Linked DNA regions of Xenopus laevis: region 1 is linked to region 2. A link is a contact called in public Hi-C data. All regions are on one chromosome and are shown on one strand. The core of a region is the stretch at or near the end of the contact, and the rest is flanking DNA. Distances in the headings are between cores, read along the strand shown.

The links. A called contact is a pair of places that touch in the nucleus more often than the background predicts.
Region 1: a contact with region 2 is called in a Hi-C map of the XL177 cell line, with 2.2 times the contacts expected there. The contact joins the promoter of insr.L here to the enhancer-like site in region 2. A contact is called at or near these places in 2 of 4 Hi-C or Micro-C datasets (the XL177 cell line and the XTC cell line).

Annotation. Positions count from the first base shown.
Region 1 is chr1L:121,592,012-121,596,386 of Xenopus_laevis_v10.1, reverse strand. insr.L (insulin receptor L homeolog) reads left to right here and starts at 1,310. Exons shown (of 21, transcript NM_001088233.1): 1 at 1,310-1,626. The coding sequence starts at 1,497.
Region 2 is chr1L:121,547,386-121,551,932 of Xenopus_laevis_v10.1, reverse strand. It overlaps insr.L (insulin receptor L homeolog), which reads left to right. Exons shown (of 21, transcript NM_001088233.1): 3 at 2,792-3,113; 4 at 4,068-4,216. Among protein-coding and RNA genes, the nearest start is that of LOC108696815, 32 kb to the right of the region's middle. Within about 2 kb of position 1,547, at least 1 of the 7 cell types and tissues checked has an H3K27ac peak or open chromatin away from gene starts, as enhancers often do.

The DNA of each region.
Region 1 (4,375 bases), core at 61-2,560, 45 kb before region 2:
TCCAGACCTGCATGTGACTTCCAAAGTACTTGCCCCCTTAAATGACTTGTTGGTCTGTGCTGTGGCTGTTTTGCTAATACAATTATATTTTAGCGCAGCAAAACAAATAAAACACATTAAATCACCTGTAAGCTCTTGGGTTTAGACCATCCCTATAGCTGTTTTGTCTGTGTTAGAATACATATACATATTTCTAAGCTGTGTTTTCCGTCAGCCAATGATCCTCTATGTATAAACTAACAATAATAACCTGTAAAACAACTTCAACTTCATCCACTTTTCACAAAGTATAAGCAATTTATTTAAAACACAAAAAAAAACAGTTAAGAATAAACTAACATGCCCCAGGCTTGTTTTGCTTCCAATTCACCCAGTTTTCTCCTAACTATGTCCTTGGGAATTGTTATGGTTGTGCTTTGAAGTGTTTGTGAATCAATCCAGTAGAAATAGGAGGAAGGGAATCCATTCTGTTAGCCGTGCTCCGGGCCAGGTTTTTACACAAGCCAGTTCTTCTCTCCCAGCTGACTAACAGCTCTTGTTTACTGGTTGGATACTGGCTGGGAAAGGGTGGGGGGAGAGACTTTGCAAAGAACTAGTAACATATATGTTCATGGTTATTTTTTAGCACTAATCTCTCGTTTGTTTTTACACACTTTTCCCCGTCTATAATTCCCTGGGCGGAGGGAAAACGGAAGAAGGAACACGGTGCCAGGATTCCAGATCAGGGAGCTACAGATCAACGAGATTCTTGCGGCAGTGTCTCGGGGGCTGAAGACACACGGAGCGATCAAGTGTTTGAGGATCATGCGCTGGGCCCCATAGAAGAATCCACACATGCACGACCCCAGCAGCACAGCTTGGCATTGTCCATATTGCGGATACAGCCCGAATTAATCATCAGGAAATATTCTCTTCTCACCCCCTCCTCCTCCTCCTTTTGCTTATTTTGGGGTGGAAACACAGTTTATGAGAACACAGGAAAGGAAAAAGATTTGTTTCCCTTTTTTTTTTTAAACCGATTTCCTTGGGAGAAAGTTTTTTTTTTTCCATAAATATTTTTTTACAGGATTTGAATATTTTTTTTTTTTTTTTTTTTAAAAAAAAGCTCAGTGGCGGCTTGGGGAAAAAACAAAACAATACAAGTATTTCTAAAGAGAATCCCCAGCTGACAAGAGAGGGGATTTCCAAAATAAGAATATCTGGAGGGATTCCAAACCTAATCACGTTGTATTTGGAGCGGAAATCTGTATTTACATATATGTAGATTCCTTTCTAGAAGCTGCTTTTATAAACCATGCTGCCTCAGTATCTGAGCTGTCACAATCACAGCATTAAATAAAGACCTTACTTAGGGACATTGTTTTTTGTTCTTAATTGGATTTTTAATTATTTTTTTTTTTACCTTTTGTCCTTGCCAATTTTAGTAAGCCAGACTCCCCCCCTATAGCTGCTGCTGGGGAAATACTACTACAAGGTGGGGGAGCTGAGCTATAGGCATGGGACAGGGTGTATTGAGGGGTGAGGGGCACCCCAATAATAACCCCAATAGCAAGGTGGGCTGGAAGTCACTTGTGGGAATAATCACCATTTTTATGCTTATTCTGTGCGACCAAAGCGACGGCAAAAGTGAGTATGATATTTGGTGTATAAATATTCCATGTGTAACCATACTAGGGAGCGGTATGGAGTTCTCTGCTTACACTTAAATAGCAACCTAGTGATGAGTTCTTTCTCTTAGTTACACACGTTATTCTATGGGAGTCCAACCTACTACAACTCCCAGAGCGCCCCTTGTCAAAAGGCGGGTCTGGTAGTTGTTTAATAACGCTTAGTGATCAGCATGTTTGATTTCCAGACTTCTGTGTAGAAATGTAGCCGCTTTTGCTTATAGTTTTTATTTGGTAGGGGTGTTGTTTGCATTTGACGTTTCAGGCCTCTGTGAGGGCAGACGCACACTGCTAAAATGGAGGCGGCCGGCTCGGTGCGGTGAGCTAGGCCTCTTCATTTGAGATTGTAAACATGTTGGGGGTGGGGTTGGGGCCTGCTACTGGGGCCACCGCCTACTTGGCCCTCTTGAGCAGCTGAAAATCGAATTAATAGTGACGTTAGATTCATATCATTCGACTCTATACTTTATGGGAAGCGTATATTGTGTTGTTTACACGTGAAGTGAATTTTACTACGTGGAACCGTTTAGTGTTGCCAGCTCATCCCTCCTCCTAATCCGGACATACGCACAGAGACAATCCACATGGCATTGAATGTGCGTGTGGCATATGCTTTCCACGCAATGGTGTGTGTGTGTGTACCTGCAGATTGAAACCCTTCATCATAGGGATTGTATGTGTGTCAGGGCTTGGTAGCAGGAGCCATGCACACTGACAACCTTACTAAGGAGAACGTGTACTAGGAATAATGCCATGAGTAGGGTTGCACTTCAGAAACTGGTTGTGCAACTGGTTATGGTGAAAATATTGAAATGCCGACAGAAAATGTACTGGATGGAAGGGCAAATTTTGGTCTCCTTCTCTGCGTAAAAGACACAGATGGGAGGTTGTTGGTATTCTACAAAAAACAGAAGGTTTCACAGCTGGAGATTGGAATTGGTTCTGTGTCAATTGAGGGAAATGATACCTTTTTTAAATATATTGTACTCCAATATAGTCAGTACAACTGAACAGTGACAGCCCGAGCTAGGGTTGCCACCTTTTCTGGGAAACAATGCCGGCATTCCTATATATTTATCATCTTTCCCTATTAATAACATAGGGATCAGCCATCATTTTTACCGACCAGGCCGGTAAGATACCGGCCAGATGGCAACCTAGGAGACCCCACACGTTGCTCCACTAACGTCTGCCAATGTATGTTTGTAGAGTTTTCAGAGACAAAATCACTTATGTGAGCACTTCCTTTGGCTAGAGAGCAAGCGTTAATGCTGGGTAAATTATAATGTCTGTTCAGAAATGGCGAGTACAGTCTACTGTTGCTCCCTTTTACTGCATATCCTATTTGAGGCAGCTGCAAAGTGTTCCTGGCAATCGTTTTTCAGATGTTGGCAGCTATGTATGGTGTGAGCCATATGTCTTCCTTTATTACAAGGTTATGATGTATCCGGAAAGTGCTCACTCGGTTTGCTCTTTTTATGCCGTAAGTGTGGGTAGGTCAAATACTAGCAGACTGATAACCATGATTCCCCTGGCTCTAAAATTATTAGGTTATTCAATATATGTTTATATCATGTTGCTCTGAGCAACATGGGCTGCAAAAAAAGCTTTTCTCTCTCCCAAAGTAGCCACGCTGGCTTTATATAAAATTGGCTACCTTACTACATAAACTTTTGTGTTCCACTGCTGGAATTAGTGTAACGTTTCGGTTGTACTGCAAATGATTACATAATATAAAATATGTTTCATAGCTGATCATAACATTGTTACACGTGGCAGCAACTCATGAGCTGTTACAACACAGCTGGTTACTTGGTGTTTTACATCATGTCGGTTTCTGCACTAAATTCATCTTTTTGCAATTTACATTGTGTTCTGCAGCAATAAACTGCATTCTTACAACTAATATAAAAAGTCATTGGTACAAAAAAAGCTCCTGTAATGCCTTATTTATTATTTTAATTTGAAACTAAATACCTAGCATTCCAGTGAATTGAAAAAGTGTTATTTTAGATTAATAATAGCATCAACAACCTGTGTAACTGCCATGAATGTCCTGAAATCTGAACATAGAGCTGGCTGTTCAAATTTGATACAGTGATTTCCCTTTATTCACCTAGTTCCTATTGACTTCTATTACTAAACCCATAAATATCTCATTTTGCTCTTTTAATGCCTCTCTATAAATTATGCTGCTCAATATGCCTCTCTATAAATTCTTTAGTGTGTCTATAAATCCACCATTAATCCCATTAAATATCTCCCAGTAATGCAGCCTATTACACCTTCTCTGCACATTTTAGTTTTACTGAAACTGCCCTTCCTGTACCAACATCAAATGTTTTACATAACACCCTTCCAAAAGTGCCTTTTTATACTCAATGTTATATAACCCTGTATCTCTGCATAATGCTTTATATATCCTTTGTTTGTTACACCTCACATTACTAAAGCTGGCCATAGATGTAAAGATTTTTAAAAGATCCAATTGTTATTGTGAGACCACAAATATTTCGAAACGATCGTTTAAATGTACGATGTGTCCATCAACTAAAAAGACCATTTCAGGCGATATTGCCAACAAAACTGAAGGGGAGCTCCCTGCTTGGCCCTGCAAACATAGATAGATTGCACTTGGACCGATAAAGATTTTTTAACCTGGCCAATCAATTTTGTGACAGATGTCAGTAGAAAAATCGTACGATGTA
Region 2 (4,547 bases), core at 298-2,797:
ATGCAGCATGGCTGGAATTACCAGCCTGTCTAAAGGCCCTGGATTGGGTTACTGGGAAAAAAAGGGGTTTTACTATTTATTCTTTGTAATCTTTTGAAGAAATAACTGCTTTAAGCTGCGGCAAAAAATGTTCAGTTATTGAGTATACTGTGAGGTCTGGGTAACTTTTAAATGTTTATCACTGCAACCTACATTTGCAGGTTTTGGCATATTTTATGGTGGTAGCAGGATTTGGGGGAGATCTCTGTCCTGTGAATCCCAGGTGTTTCTTATTTATAAGAGGATTTGTGGCTGCCAGAGCACTGTGGTAGTTGTAGTTAGATGCAGACATGTATGTATTTACCACACAGGTCACAGTGACCCAAGCCTAGGGGAACAGTCTTTAAAAATAATTTATACATTTATAATACACAAAAGCCATGAATATCCTGTAAATTATATCCTTATAAACAGTGAGTTCTGATGTCATCAGTTATAAACGGTGAGTTCTGATGTCATTTCTGTCACATGACTCACTGAAACTTGTGTATTATAATAAATAAAGTACCCCCTGTTGTAAAATATGAGGATATTATAAGTTACCTCGGAGTTCCATGACCTGTATAAAAACACTCGGCCTACGGCCTCGTGTTTTTATATGGTCATGAAACTCCTTGGTAACTTATAATATCCTTATATTTTACAACAGGGGGTACTTTATTCACTATATATTTCCTGCAGATTTTATTATAATTTAATCATCATGTAAGGTTCCAGATTCAGGTTAGGGTTAGAATAAGGAGGTTTGTAGTAGCTAAGTAATGTAGATAGTAAATTTTTTTTCTAGGAACATATCAAAATGACGAAGTACGTTTGCTCAAACTTCCATAATGAAATTTCTACCTAGACTTATCCAGGGGGTCATTACAATTTTTTATTGGAGTCTGACCATAGAGATATTGTCAAATAATTTGGTCTGCTCTAAGGACAGCTGATCTATGACTAAGATGTCATTTTGCAGCATTGTCTCTATTACACGTAGAATTTTCATTCAGATGGTGGCATGAAGAGGATGCTGGGATGTGTAGTTCATAGGCTCACAGCAGCTGGAGCTCTGGGAGGTGTTGCTACTTTCTCAGTCAGTTCCAAAACAGCTTTAATCCTTGTTCCTCAATCTAAGTAAACAGGACAGGCAGTAAAGCAGCACATCCGCTTATGATGAGAGAGTGTGCCTCACCATGTATGTGATATCGGTAGTCACTTTGCCTTTCCTAGGAATCCTTTTAGGCAGCTCCGCGGGCTGAACTGCATGTCACTTTGTGCAAATATTTGTTGCTATGTGTGTGTGTTCCGCAGCAGTAGCAAGATTAATCCCTCCCTGTGTGAGTCATTTAATTTAAAAGTGTTTAGTGCTATGTTGAATGGATGTTTACCTTCATTGGATGAGCTGATTCTATCTAAACCTTGCGCTGGCATTAAAGGGGTTAATCGCGTAGTTTCTTTTCTGTACATCCAGTATTTGGTGGAGGGGGAGCAGCTGAGGAGAGCTGGGATGAGGGAGGGAGGAGGGCAGATCCCAGGTTGGTCTGTTTCCAGCTGCCATGGGATTGGCTAAGGGTGAGGGCGGCGCTTGGGCAACAGCAAAGTTCTGGATTGGAATAAGCCTGGAGCTGGAAGATAATAGTATGTGGTTTTGTAATCATTGCGTATTTGTGTGTGTGTGTATATATATATATATATATCTATCTATATCTATATCTATATCCGTGTGTGTTTTGTGGAGCGTGTGTGTGTTTGTGCCTGCAAGTAGCTGCCAGATAGCAATACCTATATATCTCTTCAGCATCTCTACCTGCCTTGATAAATATAAAGAATAACCGCTGTTCCTACTAAAGCTGCACCTGTGATACATTGGAAACCCGTTACTAACATTTCCTTCAGTGAGCTCAGTGAGGCAAGCTGCCTTCTCACCCCATGTATGCCATTTGCAGAATGACAGGTTCTGAGTTCACCCAAATCAGGATTTCTCATTTAAAAAACCCACTGTTTTTTTGTTTTACCAGATATTTCATCATTGCAGATTTGTTTTAATAACCGTTAACATCCTAGTACTGTTCAGAATTACTGTAGGGGCCATTGGTTCAAGAATATTGCATTAAGCACACACATCAACAACTGAGATTGAATGTATATTTTTTACAGAGGTTGGAAAGAGTATACTCTGGTCCAGTACCCTGCATGTTGTTGAACTACAACTATCAGCATCCCTTGATAGCATGCAGCTATCAGTGTGCTGTGCGCAGTTGTACTACAGCATTTTGGCCGACTGTGGGTGATAACATAGAAATCTGCTATCCTACTATCACTGTGTTTTCTAATCTCTGTTACTCCCTGATTAAGGGTAACTGTAGGTTGCTCAGTCTTTGTACTAGACATCTTTTTTTCATATAGTGGCCCAGTTACCCTTATACACCCTTGTGTAAAGGTCTGTGGAAATTGTGGGGATCCTGGAACGAGTTTTTACCTTCAATGTCAACTTTCATTTGTGTATATAGTTGACAACATAATCAATAACACTTTTGTACTTTAGTAATGTGTGCATACAGACCAATTGCTTTGTCGCTTGCTAAGTAGCTAACAACAGTGTTGGCACGAGAGGCAGATCTGAAAAGGGACGACTACTGCTACTATCCATTCTATTGTGTAGGGAAAAACCAGCCATTGACTAGAAAAAAAATGACAATTTGTACAAACTGAAAGTACTGGTTCTATGTGCTCACTTTCTTACAAACTTTCTCTGTTCTGTGCACAGTGTGCCCTTCAGATTGCAAGGGGAGTGGTTGTTTGCCAGATGGACAGTGCTGCCACCCAGAGTGCCTAGGAAGCTGCCGCAAGCCTAATGATCCATCTGAGTGTACCGCCTGCCGGCATTTCCAGAATGAGGGTGTATGTGTCACTGCATGTCCCAAAGGGTCTTACCAGTTCCAGGGTTGGCGCTGCATTGACTTCAATACCTGTCAAGAATTGAACAGCAGGTGCCAAAATTCACGGGATAACTCCTGTCCTCCATACGTCATCCACAAGGGAGAGTGCATGCCAGATTGCCCATCAGGCTATATTGCCAACTCAACCACGTAAGTAGTGGCTTCTTTGTGCCAAGTGTCGATTACCATCATTAATATGCTTAGAGGTGCACAAGGTGTTCTAAATAGCTCCAATATTTTCTACTATTCTGAATTTTAATATTGTAGTTTAGTTTAGAGGGGGTCTTTTTCCATACAAGTGTACAGCATTATGTGAGCTTATAATACTAAGAAGTGTTGTTTTGGGAATGTTTAGATGGCTTTTTAAAGAATAATAATAATTATACCTATGGGTGTTAAATACTGTTATACCATGTATGTAAAAAATATATATAATAATAGAGTAGAACCCCAATTTTATGTTTCCTAAGGGACAGCGTCCAAATGGCATTAATTCCAGGAAAACAACAAATCTAGGGGGGAAATGGCACTTGTCTGTATGGGGAAAGAAACGTGTATATTCAGGGAAACCGAAAAATCAGGGTTCTACTGTATGTGTGTGTAAAATATATATATATATATATATATATATATATATATATATATATATATATATATATATATATATATATATATATATATATATATAATCTTTATAGGATAAATATACTGTGTATATACAGTACCAAGATGAACTCACACTCCAATTATTGTGCAATTTCTATCTTTTATTGTGCATCACAGTGGGACTTCTCTCTCTTTTTCTCTCTCTCTATATAAAATCTCTATAGGATAGTTATGATATGTGAACAGTTGTACTGGCCCTTGCCATTCCAATTGCCCTAAAGAAATTGTAAAATGAGAAAATGCAGCTCTATATCCTGCTGCCATGATTGTTATGCAAAAATCTCCTTGTACCTATGGAATAAACATCTGTGGCAGCTGAACTGCAGTTTAAGGTGCATTGAAAACTGAAATTTTAATGCAATAATTAAAACCCACCATAATATGTTATTTTTTGGAAGTATGATATTTCTAATTTCTTAATGTACCTTCTCTCTACAGCCGTACTTGTACACCATGCGCAGGACCTTGCCCCAAAGTTTGCACCATCTTCCAGAATGTCAAGACCATTGACTCTGTGACATCTGCTCAAGAATTAAGAGGGTGCACAGTAATCAACGGTAGTCTTATCATCAACCTCCGTGGAGGCAGTGAGTATAACCCAGTGTTAGATTGTGCTTTGAAGAAAATCATTTACATGCTCGATTACTGCCAAAACCTCAATTGTAAAAATGCCCACAGTTGTTGCAGGAATCAATATTTATTAAAGGTACACACTCTCAGTACTTCAAATGAATAGTGTTGAAGTGCAACTATTGTTGCAGTGGCTGCATCAGTACACACGGCAGACTTAAGCCTAAAAGACTCAGATGTAATTTTGATGGCAAGTGCCAGAAATGACCCAACTTGAAAAATGTTCGTTCAATTTGACAAACTACACATGTACATGCCCATACATGGGCAGATATAAGCTGCCGACAG